Regions from separate parts of the Gossypium hirsutum genome. Here region 1 is linked to region 2. A link is a contact called in public Hi-C data. All regions are on one chromosome and are shown on one strand. The core of a region is the stretch at or near the end of the contact, and the rest is flanking DNA. Distances in the headings are between cores, read along the strand shown.

Region 1 (3,571 bases), core at 870-3,369, 140 kb after region 2:
GGTCTTTTCACTTTCTTCCCATGCCTTGATGAATGACAACCTTTTTGCCTTTTCAACCTCTGCAAGGGCAATATCTAAAAAAACAGAAGCAATAGATCTTAAACCTCCTCCTTTCATAGATCTTAAATACATTCAATATAATCACCAAGTAGTATCTAATGATAATAAAGCGATAGTATCACTTCATACTTACCTCTATCATGTGATCCTCCTGAGATTTTCTTTGGTTCAGGCTCTGGAGCCTCTGTCAAAATGAAAATAATGTTAAAACCACCAGAATAATTTTGAGCAATGACTAATGATGACAAACGTCATTAGCCCATGTAAAATATTAAAGTTATTACAAAAGACTAATCACTTCAATTCATAGTATGTCTGGATCAATCTAACTTACTACATAAACAAATAAAATTACGCAAATCGGTTCTTTAAGTACATTGATAAGATTCAGGTGTAGTAAGAGTTGCACAAAAACTAGCACCGAATTGAGGATTACCTGGAATTTCTATCAATACAGAAGAATATGACACTAATTCTTCATAAAAAAAGATATACCCTAAATTGAAGCTTCTTTTTCAATCTTAAAAGCTAGTTAATAAGACAAGATATAGCAACAGTACAAGTCCTGTTGTCAAAGCAACTTTAATCTTTCACCTAAAAATAATGAAAAAAAAAGGGGTCCATAATCATATTATTAGATGCCCACGACAATAATTGATGGGCAATATCTACAAATAGTGTTAAGGTAATCGACAATAGCACCTTCGAAAAAAAGAAATCACCAATAGCAACTTGCCAACCTAACCATATTCTTGTAGAATCTTCAGTGTTAAATCGGATAATATTCTTCACAATATAAAACGTATCATCACATCAGAGTAAAGATATGTTTCAAATTTGATAAACAGAGAAAAGTAAAGGAATGGTATGGCTCAGAAAGGAAAAAAAAAGGAAAAAGGTCCCATGGAAAACCAGTACAGTTTACTTTAACTCTTTATTTTCCTGCAAGTTTTCGTGTTTAACATATATTTTCAGATACGAAAAAGAAATTAAAATACATCAGCATATACAAATGGTCATTTTTAAAGAGAGTTCAATTGTTTCATTCAAAAAGTTTAGTCTTTCTCAATAGGGTTCGGAGTTGAAACTCTACTCAGTCCAACAAAGCGATCAAGTAACTATTCAGTGTTCATTCAATAAAGGGTAAACAAAAGAAAGACAGAGAAAACTCGCACAGAGAAATCTGGAAAAGGAAATTTAACTGTTCGTTTTATTTATTTTCCCACTTTTGTGTTAAATTTGATCGTATTCTAAAAGAACATAGCACTAAAACAGCAATTAAAGGTAAAGTTTTATACTAATTGTCTTGAGCTCTGTTTTCCTTAGATCAGTTGATTTAAGAGATTCTAGAAACCAGCTTTATATGAATTTTAACTGAAAAAAAAGGATGGAAACTCGAAATCGAAGTTTTGATTATATGAAACTATCAATATTTTCTTATACAAATTTGAAAGAGAATTTCAGCAAACCATAAATGAAAAATTACTTCACCGAAGAACAAAAAAGAGAGATAAATCCATCTGGAATGAGGAAAAAAATCTGAACAAAATGATTAATCGAAAAAAAAAAGAAAATTCTCAGACTAGTGTTAATTTCCAGTAAATGCTTAAAAGAAAGCATATAAATTTTCATGATTTTCATGTTGAAAGTTGAGACTATATATGTAAAACAAGCGCGAAATGAGGTAACAGCCAAGCTTACTCTCAACTACAACAAGAGCTTTGGACTCTTCAGGTTTCTCCTCTGCTGGCGGTGGAGATACAGTTTTTTCCTCAGATTCAGCTTTTGGAACCTCCACTGCCGGCGGTGGAGCCGCCGTCGTTTCAGCTTCAGCCTGCTTCTTCACTTCCTCCGCCATAACTTAGACAATTTTATGGGTTTGTGAAAAAAATACTCGATAATTTCGTTAGGAATGAAGTGATACTCAAGGTTTTGCTGAAATCAAATTATATAGCCAGACACTCATAATAAATCCACTCTGGATTTTGATATCCTACGCTACGTTCACGCGTAAACACTGTTGATTTTGGATATTATTTTATTATCGTTTGATCCAACGGTTCCCATCGTTTAAACTAGACGGTTGAGAGTATGATGTGGAATCTTTCATGCCGACAGGTAAAACGGTTAAAATGTGTGCGACGTATATCGGCTAGTAGGAAACGACGACGTAGAGTAGTTAAAACACATGATCATTGCTTTGACTAATTGATGTGAAAGTAAAACTGGGGAAAAAGCAAAGGAAATGGGAAATGACAAATAAGAAGAGCGTAGGTCTAGGCTGGTGGCCAAGTAAGCTGAGCATACAAATAGGGATTTCATTTCAGTTATTTGTGTGAATGATTTGGTACACCGCTGTTGGTGATTGGAGTGGCCGAATTGCCTTTTGATTATAAACTACTAAACTTTTAATTAAAGGCATGGACTTTAGACATTGCAAGCTTTTTAATCAACATAATGGGGGGGGGGATGCTTCAATTTAATACAAGGATGGGCCTGGTCCGTCAGCCTAATGTATATATCCGGATTGTGATCCAATGGGCTTGTTATATGTAAGGCACCTTCTTCCTAACAGGCTTTTCTAAATTCTCAAATTTCCTACTATTACAAACCATGTTTCACATCTCTTCTTAATCAGAGCCCATTAGACTGCCTGCCCGTAAATTCATACTAAAATATTGGAATATAATACCGTCTAGATTACCTGTCTATGGGTCGGACTGGATCTGTTCGAAAAGTGAGAGGATTTAGAAAAAATATACGCTTGAAAAATGGGCTTGGGCATAAATATAAAATCTATTTAGGAAACGGGCCAGCCTTGGGTAAGACTTTTTTAACTTGAGCCTGGCCCGAATATGTAAAAAAAAACTTGTTGTTTTTGTTGCTGTTTTTATTGTTTTGGTGCTATTTTTTTTTATTTTTTTCACTATTTTGTTACTGTTTTACTATTATGTTGCTACTATTTTGTTGTTATTGTTTGAATATTATATAACTCTTGTTTTATTGTTGATTTTGTTACTATTTTAGGAGCATTTGCTTATTAAGCTGCACCTATCTTAGTGTTATATATATTTTTTAATTTATTTTAAATTTGTTGCGAGATATTTATTTTAATGTTTTTAGTATTTTTGATGTATTATATATATTTTTAAAAAATTATATAAAAAAATTAATACGGGTGGGCCAGTCTTTAGCATTTTTATCCGGATCAGGCTTAGGCAAAATTTTATGTCATTTTTCGAGCCGGGCTTAACAAACGGGTCTAAACTTTTGGTTGGACTCGACCTGACCCATGGACAGCTCTAGTCTAGAGGCGATCATGGACTGGATCGGGTTCAATAGAATTTTAAGCCCGTTTTCTAAGCTCAGGCCTGGCCCGAATAAATGGGCCTAAAATTTTGCTAAGCTTGGCTCGGCCCGTTTGTATTACAATTTTTTATAATATTATTTTTATATAAAAACAAATTGAAAAAATATAATACATTAGATACACTAAAAACATTAAAATAAA
Region 2 (3,528 bases), core at 1,004-3,503:
TTTTTAATTAGGCAGTACGATTAATACAATTTGAACTTAGATTGGGACGATGAATACCTTAACTGGTTAAGGTAGCTTTGGTGGTTGGCATTGTCTAGTGTCTACGTGATAAATTGATAAGCCAATGAAACGACACCACGTTTCTAGAGGTTACTTGACTGAAAGAGAAGAGCCGAAACAGTAACAGCGTTTTTTGGATAATGATATGGTTTGTTTGCCAGCTTTGCTTAGCTTGGTTTGGTTTTTATGTGGGGGAACCTTGGGTCACAATCCAAGAACGATAGCTTTAAAGATGGCCATAAAATTTTGTTTACATATTTGATTTTTTTAATGCAAAAACTTTGGCTAGTATGAGAACAAAATTTTAGATATTAATAATTTGTTTTGATAAAAAAAATCTTAAAATTTAAATCATTAATTCCATATGAAATTAAAATGGGACAAAATTTTGAAATCCAAACAATAATGCATGTATAGGTGTCGAACTTACTAAAAGGATATCGTTAAATCTTTCACATCAAGAGAGATAAAATGTGAAATTTGGACGTTTTGAGGTGACATGATTGTGGCTCGTCTTCATGCAATGATATCGTGGTCAGAAAGCTGCACCACCCTTGTCTGCTACTGGACACATAATTTAGGAACAAAATTAACCCCACAAATGAAGGAAAAAAGCCACTAAACTGCCTACAGGGTTTACACATTCCCTTCTCCAAAATTCAACCCTAAAAGAGAATATTAAATTTCATTCCCATTCAGGGCAAAACAAAAATCAAACACGTTTAAGTAAGAGATATTTTACTTTCTCTTGATAATCGTAAAAAAGAAGAAGATAGTATGGCTTTCAAACATTTTTTCAAATATCTTGCCTACTTACCTTGTAGCTTGTATTGAATTTATGTTTAATAAATTATTGATTTTTTTATTTCAGTTAATTCAAAGTTTTCCAAAAAAATGTGTGAAATAATAGGTAGTTGGTTCAATTGATTTTATAACTATATTAAAAACAAATAATGTTTTTACTTTTGTTAAAAATGAAATATTTAAAATATTATATTTAATTTTATCTAAAACTATCTATAATAATGTAAAATATTATATTAATAAAATTAAAATTATGAAATAATTATTTTTCTAAAATTAAAATTTAGTATTATCCTTCTAAAAATTATTTTTATGAAACAATATAATTGTATATTTTCCCGTATTTACAAAATTATATACTTATTTAAATTTTTTTAGTTTATCAAATAACATTTTAATATAATTTTAAGCCTAGATTTTAAAACCCGATATTGCTAAACTTTGGAAAAGGTGGTGTTTTTCATATTCTTAGGGGCTTCTGGTCCATAATTTTTAAGATGGCGCAACCATTGGACTGAGTTTCTGATGGGCCAACAATTGCATCGTGCCTTCCTTACAGCTTCTGTGCATAGCGAGCCTTCCCCTATTTATAATTACATAAATTTGTACTTTTTGGTCGCACTTTATAATCATTTTGGTACATTACTTTATAATCATACATTATAATTATTTTCTTGGTACATCACTTTATACTTATAAAACATCATGATTTATCATCTTTATGCGTAGGAACGAAACTCATTTGCTAGATTCAAAATTGAGTTCAAAGCGGTCAAATATTTGAATGTAATAAAAAATATAATTTGAGTTTTCAACTTCAACTCTCGTCTTTGAATTTTTATATTATTTATACAATTTTTTTTTGCATAATTTAGAAAAAAAAACATGTATAGCTTATAGTAATGGTGAAGCCTAGAAAACTGCCTAATTTAAGCGTAGGTTTTTTTTTGTTGTTGTTGGCTTTTTACAGGCACATTCAAATTTCAATTAAAAAATAATCACGCGTAATGTTATTATATTATAAGAAAAAACAAGTCCACACATAGACTGACCTAAACCCACAATAACAACAATAATAATATAAAAAGGAAATTAAAACTACATATTAGAGTCTATTAATTTCTGAATTAGCAGGAAATTAATATAAAATTTAACCGCCAAAAGATGCGTCAAAGATTGGTCAAAGTTCCCCCGAATATCCCGTCAAGGGGAAAATGAAAAATCTGTCTCAAGAACCTCCCTTACATAAAGGAGAGCTGTAATTACCTAAAAGTCCTTATTGTACCCGATCGTTGGATCTCTCTTTGTGAGGAATCGACGGATCATATTTCCCGTTTGACTGAAGTTAGCAATAGATTAGGCTTGTATGATTGGCTTTTGGTCCAGCTTTGACCAACGAAAAATCAAACCAGGAAAGACATTTGGTGGGTTTTATGGAACAAAAAAATTTCTATAGACAGAATGTTTCCCTTTCCTTAGTTTTTTTTTAAAAAAAATATAAATTTTAAATTGAGTTTTGTTAGATATTCAAAGAGAAAAGAAAGAAAAAGGAAAAGAGAACTTGAGAAAATTAAAAAAAAACATTTATGTTTATTTAAAATGTTTTAAAATAAATGTAGTGAAGTTATAATTTTTGTTGATTACGTTAATTTGTTATATTTTATTTCCTTTTGGGTTGGTTTTGCCACCATCTGTAATTCTGGTTATAGGATCGAAGACGGAGAAGAAGAAGAGAGAAAGCAGGTTTTCTCTCTTCTCTTCTCGTATCTGTTGTGAAGGCCAAAATCGTTGTTTTAGCTTCAAGAAGTTACGGTCTAAAATCATGAATGTGATGCGTCGTCTCAAGAGCATTGCTTCCGGTCGTTCTTCTAGTTCTTCCGATCCCGTAAGTTCTGTTTTTTTTCATGGATTTATTTGACGCTAATCTCTCTTTTTGTAATGTTTATAGAAATGCTAGAAAAACGGAATGGATTTTTGGATTTCTTTTATAAGTTTTGCTCACCGAAAATATTGATTTTTTGTTTGTTATTCAATTTTCTTCATTCGTTGATAAATGGAGAAAATATATATTTTTGTTATGATTATATCTAGATTTAGCTGGATTATTATTTGTTTAATGCTATATATGTGATTTCTTTTGTTCTGGTTGCGTAATTATTTTTGTCTTATAGCTGGTTGTTTAACTATTATTCTCTTTTTGTTCTTTGTTTTTTTGTTTTTATAAATATAATAGTTTTTGAAGGTTGAAACGAGGACGAGAGGAATGGCATTGGTAGCTTAAGTCTTTTGCTTTTTGCTTCATTGCTTTTGTTTCTGAAAAGGTTTTATTGCCGTGCTTTTTGAATTGTCTTGCATATTTGTATCGACTTTGATTGTGTTCTATTCATTTATTGATCAACGTTGGTGGATCTCTTCTTTGATTTTCTGATTTAGGATATCTTGATATCTTGATATCAATAGCATAAGGTCATGCTTATGCTTTTATGCGTGTAATTGTCATAAGCCAACCTTTAGTTTTAGATTATATGTTTACCATGGTGGTTTATGGAAAGTCAGGCTGCAATGGTTGCATCTTCTGTAGAGCTTTGCTTTTAGGTTGGTGATGGGTCAAATCACCAATTTTGGTTTTTCCTGAGAATGGGAAATGTCTTAAACGAACTTTCT

What was found. A called contact is a pair of places that touch in the nucleus more often than the background predicts.
Region 1: a Hi-C map of leaf shows a contact between it and region 2, with 1.8 times the contacts expected there. The contact joins the promoter of LOC107911970 here to the promoter of LOC107911956 in region 2. A contact is called at or near these places in 2 of 34 Hi-C or Micro-C datasets (both in leaf).

Annotation. Positions count from the first base shown.
Region 1 is chrD11:7,982,186-7,985,756 of Gossypium_hirsutum_v2.1, forward strand. LOC107911970 (remorin) reads right to left here and starts at 2,120. Exons shown (of 5, transcript XM_016839993.2): 1 at 1,762-2,120; 2 at 194-244; 3 at 1-74. The coding sequence starts at 1,918.
Region 2 is chrD11:7,838,700-7,842,227 of Gossypium_hirsutum_v2.1, forward strand. LOC107911956 (shaggy-related protein kinase theta) reads left to right here and starts at 2,254. Exons shown (of 13, transcript XM_041105860.1): 1 at 2,254-2,749. The coding sequence starts at 2,687.